Regions from separate parts of the Oncorhynchus mykiss genome. Here region 1 is linked to region 2. The links are chromatin contacts, called in public Hi-C maps. All regions are on one chromosome and are shown on one strand. Each heading gives the region's core, a stretch centred on a gene start, on an enhancer-like site or on the middle of the called end of the contact. The rest is flanking DNA. Distances are from core to core; before and after follow the strand shown.

Region 1 (6,502 bases), core at 1,549-4,048, 280 kb after region 2:
TGCCGAGGCCTGATCACAGACAACAATGAGACAGCCTATAGTGAGGTGGTCAGAGACCTGGCCGCGAGGTGCCAGGACAACAACCTCTCCCTCAACGTGAGCAAGACAAAAGAGATGATTGTGGACTACTGAAAAATGTTCTACAGCTGCACCATCATCCTGACCGGTTGCATCACCACCTGGTATGGCAACTTCTCAGCTTCTGACCTCAAGGGACTACAGAGGGGAGTGCGTATGGCCCAGTACATCACTGGGGCCAAGCTTCCTGCCATCCAGGACCTCTATACCAAGCGATGTGAGAGGAAGGCACAAAAAATTGTCAAAGACTCCTGCTACCCTAGTCATAGACTGTTCTCTCTGCTACCGCACGGCAAGTGGTACCGGAGCGCCAAATCTAGGTCCAAAAGGCTTCTTAACAGCGTCTACCCCCAAGCCATAAGACTCCTGAACAGCTAATCAAACAGCTATCCGGACTATTTGCATGAACCCCACCCCCCATTTTTACGCTGCTTTGTTTATTATCCATGCATAGTAACTTTACCTCTACCTACATGTACATATTACCTCAATTACCTTGACTAACCGGTTCCCCCGCACATTGACTCTGTACCAGAACCCCCTGTTTATAGCATCTCTACTGTTATTTTATTGTTGCTCCTTAATTATTTGTTATTTTTCTTATATTTATTACTTTTTATTTTAGTAAATATTTTAACACTTTTTTTCTTAAAACTGCATTGTTGGTTAAGGGCTTGTAAGTAAGCATTTCACTAAGGTCTACCTACACCTGTTGTATTCGGCGCTTGTGACAAATACAATTTGATTTAAGATTGTTGGCAATATTCACCTGTAGTAGTTTGTGGAACTGCTCCATGAGCTGTGTCTCTGAGAGGTCGTCCATGTTCCTGTTGAATCCCTGTAGATATGTACACAGGGATATCACAGCCTGCTGGGACTCAAAGAAACTCTGCGTCTTGCTTTCATTAAACACATCAAAGTCGCTGATGGGGGGACTGGCACAGACACAAAGAGAGAAAGGATAGGTTAAAAGACACATACCCTGAGTGAGTTATCCAGTTAGTGTATCATGTATAAACGGTTTATAGGTAGCTTATTAACAGTTGATAAATCAGTTATAACATTGGTTAAAATGGGATTATTTTCCCAAACTCATTTTGGTTTTTGCCCTAACACAACACAGCTGATTCAAACTATCAAAACTTGATGATTCGTTATTTGAATCAGCTGTGTAGTGCTAGGGCAAAAATCTAAACGTGGGGTCCCGAGGACCAGGAAACCCTGATCTATGCATTCCCTTCTCAAGTCTAAGCTAATGCTGACATTTAGCAGCACTGGTTCGCACTTGAGCCAGATGGCCTCCTGTATCCTGCGGTACATGTAGCACTCTATGTAGAGCCAGGGGGACTTGAACCAGCTGACGGGGTCCCGCTCCCCCAGTAGCCTCTGCTGTCTCTGGAGGTACTGGTTCCAGCTGTCTGTGTCCTCCAGGCCATCACACAGAACCAGGACAGGCTTGTCTGTCAGCAGCTCATTTCTCAGCTTAGAAAGAAAGCCAATGGTCCTCTTCTCTGCCTGGACTCCCTCCTATGGAAACATAAGCATTTCGCTACACTCGCAATAACATCTGCTTAATATGTGTATGTGACCAATACAATAACATCTGCTTAATATGTGTATGTGACCAATACAATTTGATATAGAAGAGGAGTAGGATGAAGTTGAACCATAGATTCTGATCCAAGGTAAATTTTGTGTTTTTTTACCCAAGTGTTAATTGTAAGGATTTGGGGGAGGAGAAGCTGATCCAAGATCAGGATGTGTCAGGAAATAAAAAATGTCCAACATTTGGATAATTATAGCACAGTGGCTTAGGATGGACAAGTGATGGTGGTTATTCTTACCTCTCCAAACTCCTCAAAGAACTTGTTTTTGTTGCGATGGATGGTGTCAATGACTCTTGTCAGGATGGTCGGCAACCTGTCTCTCACTGTGAGATATGCAAATGAGCTGTGTGAGGAAGAAACACATGACTAATTAGAAGCAACATTTTGAATTTACAATTCAGGATGGGTGCAGATCACTCTAATGGGATGTCTGACTCAGCTCATGCAATTTCTTGACATGTTGCTGACCACAACTAAGTTATGAATCATCACAGTTTAGCATCTTAGGCAACTAAGAAGAAGGGGCATGGCTAGACCTTTTTTTTTACTGGTATAGCACCAGAGATATAACGTTAACATGTATTGATACCACTTCATTCAGAACTGATCTGGTCTGATTAGCATTAGAAAAACAAACGCATCGTCTATAACGTTGGATGATGTAGCTAACAAAAGTTAATCTGATTTGATTGACCAGGAGCCAAGCAAGTATCAGGTGCCAATACAGAGAGATAAACTTAATCACACTAGCCTACATTCCGTAGCTAATTTAGCTAGCTAACTGTAAAATGTGCTATTGCTTACCAGCTAGCTTACGTTAGCTAGTGCTGCTAGCCTACGTACCACGCTGCCCCCTTCCTGACCCAACACAATTCTGTTGAACTGTCTCTTTGATTGTATAGCTTAGATATAGTTAAAACGCGGATCATAAGAGTACTAAACATAGCTGTCAACATACCCTTCAACTTTAGCAGACAGGGATGGAGGGACTAATTGGCGCAAAGCTTGATTAGCCGCCATCTTTTCAACCAGGAAGAGAATATGACAACATTCTTCTTCTACATTATTATGGCGGTCCGCAAACAAACGTTAGTGGTGCATGCCGCCACCTTCTGTACAATCCATTATACTTGGTAAAAGAAAAATTACCCTGCCAACTATTAAAGGAGCAATATGCAAAATTTGCTCCGCCATTTCCTAATAGTTTGCCTAATTTCAGTTTATATGAGAAAACAAGTAGTAATTGTGTAGATAATCATTGTACCATCTAAACCACTGTAAAATATATTTCCCATAACCAAAAATATTGTATGTTCAGCTGTTTGAAGCTGGTGTACAAAACCGAAAGTAAAAGAAGCAAAAACTAACCTTAAAAACAGGAGGTATAGAAATAGCGCACATAGAACATATCTACCGCATCTTACGCTTGCTTTCAAAACAGATGACAAATCTTTAACTCACATTTCTATGTTAATTTGATCAGTTGCCCAAAAAGTTACATATTGCAGTCAACAGCCTGGGAGGACAGAACACTACTGTTCAGCACCCCCTGTAACTCTTCTGCGGTAAAATCTCGTAATCTGAAGTACTTCTCTGCAGCTGCACTCACAAAATAGATTTTCTGTGATTTACACTTTTGAGGTAGAGTTGATAACAATGGCTAAGAAACCAACCTTACTGAAGCACATATTATTCCAATCCATTTTCCATTGGCCTCAGCCTACTCACAGGGATCCTCGCCCTGTACCCATCTTCCTCTACTACGTTCTTCACTGCCTCAGCATACAACAACTTCTGTACTACTCTGATCCTTGCAACCGCAACCTATCTTTCTCTAACCGGACACTTCTGATCTCCAGAACCATGGGTACCCCTACAGTTAACACACAAAACTTTTTTTTCCTACACACTGCTGCTACCTGACCATAACCTAGGCACCTAAAACACTGTAATGGGTTTGGGACAAAAGCTCTCACAGGATAACTGACACATCCTAACTTGAATTTGTCGGGTGAAGACTGCATACAAAACTCAGCAGAACAGACATTGTCTTCTCTGTTTCACCACGCTCTCCACTGGGTCTGCATTGCACCAAACGGAGGGTATCACATACACTGGGAATCTTCCATTTCAGATGTTCCTCCTCAACACTTAACACCACAGTTATCACTCCATTCAATGGCATCTTTCTCCGGAGAGCAATGTAAGTCATAGTTTTTGTGCTTAGGCTCTGGATGGAAAAAAACGCAATAAATCCTCACGACTCCACTTCAAGTTACTTTTACCATGTATGGATCCACCAGAAGGCAAGGATACATTCTCCCAAAAATCGAATTCCCACCGAGCCAGAATCATCTTTTCATCATTGGGATGAGGCTCGACCTTGGCCATCTTCACCACACCTGCCTCCGCATGTAATTCATCCTAACTCAGATTCAATTTTGTTGTGATTTCTCCAACGTCCTCTCTTTGACTTCGACATGGTTCCCTTACCAAGTGGTATTCAAAAGCCCATGTCATAAAATAACTTTTCTTGTCGGCAACAAACTCCACACACAATCCACTTTCCTGAACAAGGCCTCAAGTTCTACATCTCGACATCCATTCAACCCTTGTGGTTCTTTCTATGACAACATTCAAATTGAAAAACTTTATTCATAGCAACTCCCAAAACAAGGGTTTTGTTTTGAGAATTGGTTATTCATATAGCTCGCCAGATTTTAGTCCTAAAACCAGGAAATGATTTGCCTCTGGTTCGTTCAGCCATTCCTGTGGTGAAAGAATATGGTTTTAGCAGAATTTCTTCAGCCTCCTAAGGTTGAAGAGGCGCTGTTGCGCCTTCTTCACCACACTGTCTGTGTGGGTGGACCATTTCAGATTGTCTGTGATGTGTACGCCGAGGAACCTGAAGCTTTTCACCTTCTCCACTGCGGTCCCATCGATGTGGATAGGGGCGTGCTCCCTCTGCTGTTTCCTAAAGTCCACGATCAATAGAATATAACTTCATATATATTTCAGTGCTTTTCCCCATTTACCCCATGGGTTATCCTACTAATATGCAGGCAATTAAAATGTGTAAAGAAACAACAACAACAACAACAACAATAACAGATTAAATACCCTCTCCTCTCCATGCAATACAATCAATTGATGCCACTGCTTTTAGGACATTGGGAAGGTTTTATGCATTTTTAAAGCAGGCCTATTCTACCCCTCCACATCTACTATTGTAGTTTATATTAAACTACACAATGCCACCATCCAGTGGTGACTGAATGTTACTCATCTAAACCGATTCTTTAGACAATATCAAAAAACATTATCTGTGAAAGTATATAGGAAATGTATTGGCAAAATTAATCGGTTTCATTTTGTTGGCTATGCTGCCATTCTAAAACTGTAGTGTACTACATACAGAATGTAATGTAAGCATGCTGTGTCTCTGCGTAGAGGTCTTGACCTTTTATGGCACTGGTGCTTCTAGTGTGCTTGCCCTATATCCACAGGGCTGCTGGTTCAGACTCCTCCCAAGCTGTTCCCCTTTGAACCACTTCAGTAGTCTACTGGATGCACTTGTAGGCCAAAACATTGTGACTATTTCTACATAATGAATGTAGTGCTATAGTGTCAAGTTGAGGCTGGTCTCAGTTGCAGTAGAATTTGTTACTGCTTGCCTTGATCTGGTCAAGACTGCTTTGGTGTTCTCACTATGCTGTGCGGTTTTTAAGATCAGAGAGCAGTGAGTGAGTTCGGCGCCCACCTGGGGGCTTTCTGCAATAGAGACATCTTATCTCACTGCTGTGTGCGGAACTTCGTTTCGCCCCGGGGGGTACTCAATTGTGACGGCATCCTTTGGGGCATCTTCTGTAGTTCAGGGCAATGGTTGCCATGGAGACATTAAGCCACTCTATCGCGAAACCGCAGATCCCCAAAGGCCCTCAGAGGGTTTGGGAGGGGAGAGACAGAATGTGTGTATGAGTGAGTGAGGGGGAAGGGGGAGGAATTTGGATAAGAGTCCTGTGACTAGGGACCGCCCTCTGAAGCCTGCTTTTAAGGTGTCTGAGCAAATAGGATAGGCTGCCTTTTGGTTTTAGCATGAATATGTGTAGGACAGTTTATCCTATCTTGAAATTGTCATTCTAGAATGTAGCTGTAGGCTTTTACAAAGACCGCTGGTGCTAAACCTCTTTTACCAGCAAAATTATGTGTGAATCAGCAACCTTACTCCTTCAATCCTCACTGATCTCTACCTAACATCTCAGAATCTATGCAAAAGAATAGGCTATGACGTTGTTATATGTTCTGCACCCCATAGTGTCAAGAGACTGCACCTCACAGAGCACATAGGCTAACTTTGCATTGGTAGAGAATGCAATGCAGTGCAGTGACCATAGTCAGGGCTGACTCCAAGCATAAGGGCCCAACGTTTTGTTATTTTTTTGTAACTCAGTTGGGGTCTTAACTTACTGTTAAGAGTTAGAATAGTAGAATGCACAAGGTGCAACCGCACAAGGTGTGGTTGTGCATCAGCAGTTTTTCTCTTGTTATGTCAGTCACTTATAGCCACTCAATTAGCCATGTCAGCTGACAATTTTAGCAAATAAACTTGTAGCAATCATGGTAGAATACCAACTTGTCACGCAGGGCATGTGTCCAGGGGCCCTGACTTCCAGGGGGCCCCCATTGATTTTGTTAGTCAATCTTACTCAGATATCATTAACATGGTAAAATGTGTAGAATTCTAGGAAATTATCTGTTATCTCCCTGCAGAGAAGTATTGATCCAAATCAGATAGAAAACATAAAGTATGGGTCAGA
Region 2 (6,729 bases), core at 3,315-5,814:
ATATGCCTGCTTTGAATGTCTAAATGTGTTTCTGCTCAGACTGGTATATATTTATTTTCTATGAAGGAGCGATTACGAGGAGATGCCTTTGCAAAATGGCCGTGCCATCAAAGCAACAGCCAAGTACCAGAATGAGAGCGACAGCGACTGATCCATTCCTGATTGGTGCGTCATTCACTCCCCTGTTGTCCTGATTGAATCCTTGAGGGGATTCTATTAAACTGGCCCGGTTTGCACCTGGCAGTGCCCATCACGTGACCGGGTGAAGACTGTGAGGGAGGTGAACCCTTCTCAAAATGAATAACTTATCAAAAAAATAACATTTTAAACTAGTTTTCATTGGGAAGGCAGATAGATTTTTAATCAGTCACTTTTGCTTGTGAACACAGAATCCTACTCATCACTCCACGTGCTTAACCTACGTCACTTTTTTTTGTTTTGAGCTGACTTTGCTGTCGGCCAGAACGGCGCACCCGGCTCATGCCCGGGAAGCACCCCGGTCACAAAACGATTGCAATCACTTTTCACCCGGTGCAAACTACGCCTGCCTGGGCTAGCCTAATCGAATCCCCTCATTGGACAGCATATTCAACGAATGAACCACCATTTGTAAATAAGGAACGTTTGCAGAAATAATGCAAATGGTAATATACTGTAACTGTTAGGGTTGTGAAGGTCATTGAATTTTGAATGATGGTAATTGGCCAGCCAAATGACCGCGGTCTCTGTAATAACTGTTTTTGTTTTTACACACATTTTTCTCCTCCTTCGCTCCTGACTGCATGTGCTGCCATAGAAATGTAATTACTTATTTTTCTGATGCATTGTGGGGGAGTTTGCTAGTTTCTTATTTCAGCAAGGAGCGAAAAGGTTTCATCACGTTAAGAGTACATGTTACCGCAGAAACGGACTCAAATGCACGAATGCCCGGCCGTCCCGTCTTGGCGGTCTTCATCCACAACCGTTGGTTACGCGGTTATACGGTAATTGTGCCAGCCCTAGTAACTGTACATAAATATATTTTTTAACTGAAAAATTGTGTATTCTGAATGTAAATTCAAAGAAAGGAAAGGTGTGCAGGTATGGTCAAATGTTTTATAGCATTTTAGTCATCAAGTAGCCACATAAACAAACGTTCTGTACACTATCTTTTGGTTATCATGAGCCGCATATCATAATTCTTGGATATATAAATTAACTTTGAAGGAAAGCGTGACAAATTTGATCATGGGATTTATTATTTATACAAAAATCACAATGTAACTAGTGTTAAACCACTACTGTCTCTTTTGTGCTTGAAATGTGTTGTTTTTAAGCCATTCCTACTAAGCTCTCTGGCATTCTGAGTTTGAGGGGGGGGGTGGTGTAATTCTGCAAAAAACATACCATGCTGCCACTGTTTTTATCCAAGACCTTTATCTCAAATGGTTGTAAAACCAGTTTAGAACAGCAATTCACTGTTTTATGCTTGTCATATACTCTGTTAATAGCCAGAGTATAAGCATGCATATCCATCAATCTAATACCCATAGAAGTGAAGTTTTCTGAATATTTACCGGACTACCACCATGCGTTACAATAACCAGCAGGAAGAACCTTAACTTGAGTAGGTGTAGCAGTTGACCCACTCTTTTGCCAATCCATTCCTAAGTGAAGCCACTGTATGATTGTACTCCTGGTGTCCAAATCGTATGTCATTTTTGCCCCCAAAAATTATGGCCCCATTTGTTTAATAGCTATGGAAAATGTTTTCAGTTCACATTCCCGAAGCAATAGTCTAGACTTAAGATATGGATGATTCCTGAAGTTCATTCAAACACTTCTAATGCTTAATCATTTGATTGTGATGTCTTGTGAAATGTGTATTGTGAAATATTAAAGCAGTGGTGTCAAACTCATTCCGTGGAGGGCCTAGTGTCTGCAGGTTTTTGGTTTTTCCTTGCAATTAAGACCTAGACAACCATGTGTGGGGAGTTCCTTACTAATTAGTGACCTTAATTCATCAATCAAGGGAGGAAAGAAAACCCACAGCCACTCGGCCCTCCCTGGAATGAGTTTGACATCTCTGTGTTAAAGGAATACTCAAGTAGCATATTTGTCATATGGCCCTTCCATCGTTCAATTTAGCTTGCCTTTCATAGCTTTTATTTTTTGTTTACTTCAAAGGTACTTGGGCTATATGTAAATTTCATTTGTACAAATTAACCAAATAATAACATTCTGGATTATTGTTTTGTACCTTTTTTTTTTTTTCTGTACTCAATAACCTGATGCAGGATTTTATGGATACAGGCTCCAGGAGGCAAGTTAGTTTTCATCACTAACCATTGGTAATTTTCTGTCTGAACCAAATGAATGAAATGTTTGTGTTGAAGGAAAGCGTTACCACTGATCCTCCAAACATGTATTCTAATAAAGATGGTGCCTTGTTTCCACTTTGTACCAGGGTCAGGAGTTTCCTCCAAACTTGGACTGCAGTCTGAAATCTTTTTGTTTGTGATGGAGCATCTACTTTATATATATATATACTTGTGGCTTATAGGGAGATGATTGTGGTGGTTATTTTGAGGTTTGAGTAAGAACCATGATTTTCTTTATGGTAGACTCTTTTGACTAAATTAGAACGGCACTCTGTAAATACTGTATCACATGTAAATAAAGCACTTGTGTATACAGCAAATGTTCATTAAAACTTGTAAATTATACAACATGCATGTCTCTGGGCATTGTCTTCTGACGGGGTGTCATTCCTACACGACAGTCCTCAACTGATCAGTGCAGATGAAGTCATCACGCTATCTGACGATAAGACAATGTGTCTCTGGGGTGACCTCTACTCAGCATTTCACTGGCCTATAGGTGTTGTGGTAGAATGAATTATAGTTGGGGGTTATATTGGAAGCTGGCAAACAAGCAATGACTGAAAACATTTATTGAAACGTCACTAACAAATCCTAACATGACAAATTGGTCCTCGTAAAATCTAAACAAACAAGATGCACAAAAGTCTTTTAGCAGTAGAAATACTTTGGTATGGTGGGCTTTATGAAAAAAAGAGCCGCACACTCTAGGAGCTTAGATGCAATAATTGAATAACCAACGTTTTGACAGATGAGCTGTCATCAGGGTATAATATTGGGCTTTATGCTAACAATCAGTTTGGACGGAATGGAAAAACCAACGTTCATTCATGTAGTGTAATTGAGTGCAGGCGGTAGATTCAGATGGCCAGGCCGAAGACACTGACGATGCAGTACATGGATTTATTCTCCCACCTCACTGTACAGCTTCCTGGAAGAGAAGGTTAGGTGGGATCAATGACAGACTCTCCATCTCTAGACGATCTCATATAATCTGGTTGTAGAGATTGTGAGAGAGATTCTCACCATCAGTGGTGTTATCCCAGAAGCATGAGCTGGCTGTCTGTAGACCTGCCCCGTTTTTCTGCATGATAACACAGGTCACTGTGGAGAAAGAGAAACAACAGTTAAATGACCCCTTTCAGCAATAACACACAAATCCATCTCAATGTGGAATGTAAGTATGATCATTGTATAGGATGATCCATCAACAAAAGTGGTGATGGTATATTTTAGTGCAGGAAATAAAGTAACTGATTTCAATTATATGTGCCCCCCCAACACTGATGCGGCTTTATTTTTTATTTATTTTTTATTGAACTTGAAGTCAGTTAAGAACAAAATCTTATTTACAATGACGGCCTGATATAGCCCAGCCAAACACTTTTCCTTTCCTTGCATTCAGGGCTACATACCAATGTACTTGAAAGGCTTGCCCAGTTTGCTAAGTTGACTCAGGGACTGCTCCACTACATTGGTGGTCCATTGGTTCACTCTGCTATGTTGATAGGCATTTCCTCCTATGGCTCCTTCTACTGACTGAAAATACATAAAAAAGAGGAACAGGCTTAGTTTCTGAAATTACTGACTATCCAGAGAAAATACAAATGAATACAGACGTGTCACAGCCCACATTAGTTGCATTACTCATATTGATGTGGCTAGCAACCAACGTAATCCCGACATGATGTCCTTAGCAACAGGCAGCGGGGTGATGAGTTGTTGCAATGTAGCAAATAGCTAGGCGACTTTGCTGAACATGAATGTCTCCTACCAATGCAACCATTAGCTAACTTCTCACTTGGCTAAAAGTACCTCTTTGATGATAGTGCTCACTTCGTCAACGACAAAGGCAGTCTGGCAGGATAAAAAGACAAAGGCGTGCAGAACAGTTATAGTAACTGGGGAACAACAGTAACGTTAGCTAGCTACCTAACATTGCTAACATGCGTCTTCAAATAGCCTTACATTTAAACGTTACATTAATTAGGTGGATATATTAATTAGCAATTTTGAACATCTAGCTAACCTCTTCTCCAGTCTGAAACTCATCCATGATGTTAGCAAACGACAGTTACCGCTAGCTAGCTCAGCTGTCGCCAAATTTGGGTGGGTGGGAGGCGCATGCGCAAGAGTGATTATGATGGTCGTTTCTGTACTGGTTGTTGCATGGACAAAATCATGTCTCTTTCTTCCCTGTTCACAATAAAAACAAAGAGACTGGGTATATTTCCATCCTCACTGATTACATCTTCAAAGCTTACTGTGCAATATAACAATTGGCTGGCTTTACCGTAAAAACCCAAGAAACCTAATCATAGACAAGAAAAGAGTGAAGGAAATGTATAATAAAACACATTTTAAAGCTAATTGAGACAGGTACAAAAGTTTATTACATCTAATTTAAGCCATCCAAAAGTTATGAATATACACCATAGAAACAGGTGAATTAAAGTGGGCTTAAACACTGGTCATTCGCAAGTTTGCAGTGTAGGCTAATCACCACCAGTCTCATTTTAAAGCATGATCAAGACAACACACTTAACTAAACTTATATTTGCACCAGTTTGGATGAAAAACAAATAAACGTTTCTTATTTAAAAATAAATTCCTTGAATTACTCCACATAACTGGGGGGAAATACATGGACAGCTGGCATGCAGAATAAAGGCTCATACCTATAAATACAAATATTTCACAGAACAAATATCCCCAAACAGACAGTTCAATGTTTGTGAAGAATATCATTTGTTATATTGCTGAAGCATCTACTTCCTTCTTTATTTCTGAGTGATGGGGAAGGAGTTCTGATCCATTAGCTCCCCAACTCTCTCCTGGAGTATGTGGACCACCTCAGCCAGAATGAAAACATGGGTGTCGTCAAGGTCCTGGATGATAAACTTCTTTCCCAGGGCAGATGTCTCATCTAGGTACAGTAGGAACTGCTTCATGGCAGGGTCACTGTTTCAAGTAGTGGGGAAAGAAGATATGAAACCTGTGATTTTCTCCTGAAACATCTGATTATCATAGCTGGTACAGTATAGCAGACAGGCTGGATTTTCTGCATGATTCATGTGATTAGCTTGATTGATTTCAGTTTGATAATCATAAAATATGATAGGCTTTGTGCATGCATACCACTCGACAAGAACACCCTTTAGTACGTTGACCATGATAATGTTAGATTCCAAACACCAGTCTCCAAAACCTGGAAAAAAGCAAACAAAATATAGGCGTGAACACCAACACAATGTGACATGCACCTTGACGTATGACACATTCTAAAAGTAATTAACTGAACTGTAGCTTCTCACTGCAGAGGTAATTTACTAATATTAAAGTGAGACAAAGAGGAGCAAAGTAAGGACTAGGTAACGTTAGCTGGCGTTATTAGCATCATTGCTGAATAGCTAGTTAGCCTAGTTTGCTACACTTCGAAATGCTCAGTCTGACATGTTTCCGTCACAATCTCAAAGCCTGCTCATTTGCGAAAATTCAGGCTAGAATAGATCAGCTCTTTGCTGATTGTCATTTTGTGGCGATAAATAGCTAATCGGTGTATTATTCTGTACTTACGGAGCTTGTTTGCTCAACAGTGTTGATGGCTGGCTGCGTTGTTAACAAGTATAAAATGCCTTAACGCGAAAGGCATTGTGGGATGTATGGTGTCTGATGAGGTATAAAGGTTAGGCCAGGTATTCCCAAACTGCGGTATGCAAAAATGAAAATGTGATTTACATTTTTTTTAATATATATATATATATATATATATATATATATATATATATATATATATTCACATTTTCAAACAGTTTTTCTCCCCTGAGCAACCTCGTTTCACTCGTTTCATTAAACCATCTGGTGTTCATCGAAATGACAACACAATGTCAAATACAGGTAGCCTAGTCAAATAATTAACATCCAATCACAGTAAACGTTTCTCTCTCAGGGGAATTCCACTAACGGTCCGGTATGTATCCAAGCGTAGCTGCTGCTCATTTAGTTTGCTCGAAAATTGATAAATTGTTTTAAAAAACTAATGCACGGGTCCATAGACACATACAGCTCTACTGATAACGTTAGTACTGCTACTACCAGCAGTACTACACCTGCACCTGTCGACGACAGGTAGTTCTGCTTCCACGAGCACATCCAATGCTTAGCATCAGTAATTCTACATTTGTTTTTAGCCCAGCTAGCATGGACACCTTCAAACATTCAACCTCCAGTTGTGAATGTGATGCAGCAGAAGAGCTACTGCCCCCCCTTGGACCATCGATGAGCAAATATGATGAGAACTACATTGATTTGGGGTTCACTTATATTGGAAGTAGTGCCTTTCCTCAGCCACAGTGTGTTATATGCGCAA

Evidence for each region. Hi-C and Micro-C count contacts between places; a contact is called where the count stands out from the background.
Region 1: a contact with region 2 is called in a Hi-C map of liver, with 2.4 times the contacts expected there. The contact joins the promoter of armt1 here to the promoter of dynlt1 in region 2. A contact is called at or near these places in 2 of 3 Hi-C or Micro-C datasets (blood and liver).

The regions. Positions count from the first base shown.
Region 1 is chr4:24,425,243-24,431,744 of USDA_OmykA_1.1, forward strand. armt1 (damage-control phosphatase ARMT1) reads right to left here and starts at 2,799. Exons shown (of 5, transcript XM_021600766.2): 1 at 2,644-2,799; 2 at 1,923-2,028; 3 at 1,364-1,605; 4 at 848-1,013. The coding sequence starts at 2,705.
Region 2 is chr4:24,145,628-24,152,356 of USDA_OmykA_1.1, forward strand. It overlaps dynlt1 (dynein, light chain, Tctex-type 1), which reads right to left and starts at 4,565. Exons shown (of 5, transcript NM_001165233.1): 1 at 4,390-4,565; 2 at 4,176-4,217; 3 at 3,776-3,899; 4 at 3,387-3,464; 5 at 2,915-3,291. The coding sequence starts at 4,416. The coding sequence ends at 3,221. gtf2h5 (general transcription factor IIH, polypeptide 5) reads right to left here and starts at 5,988. Exons shown (of 3, transcript NM_001160561.1): 1 at 5,937-5,988; 2 at 5,499-5,568; 3 at 4,587-5,321. The coding sequence starts at 5,533. The coding sequence ends at 5,141. tmem181 (transmembrane protein 181) reads left to right here. Exons shown (of 17, transcript XM_021600774.2): 17 at 67-2,710. The coding sequence ends at 151.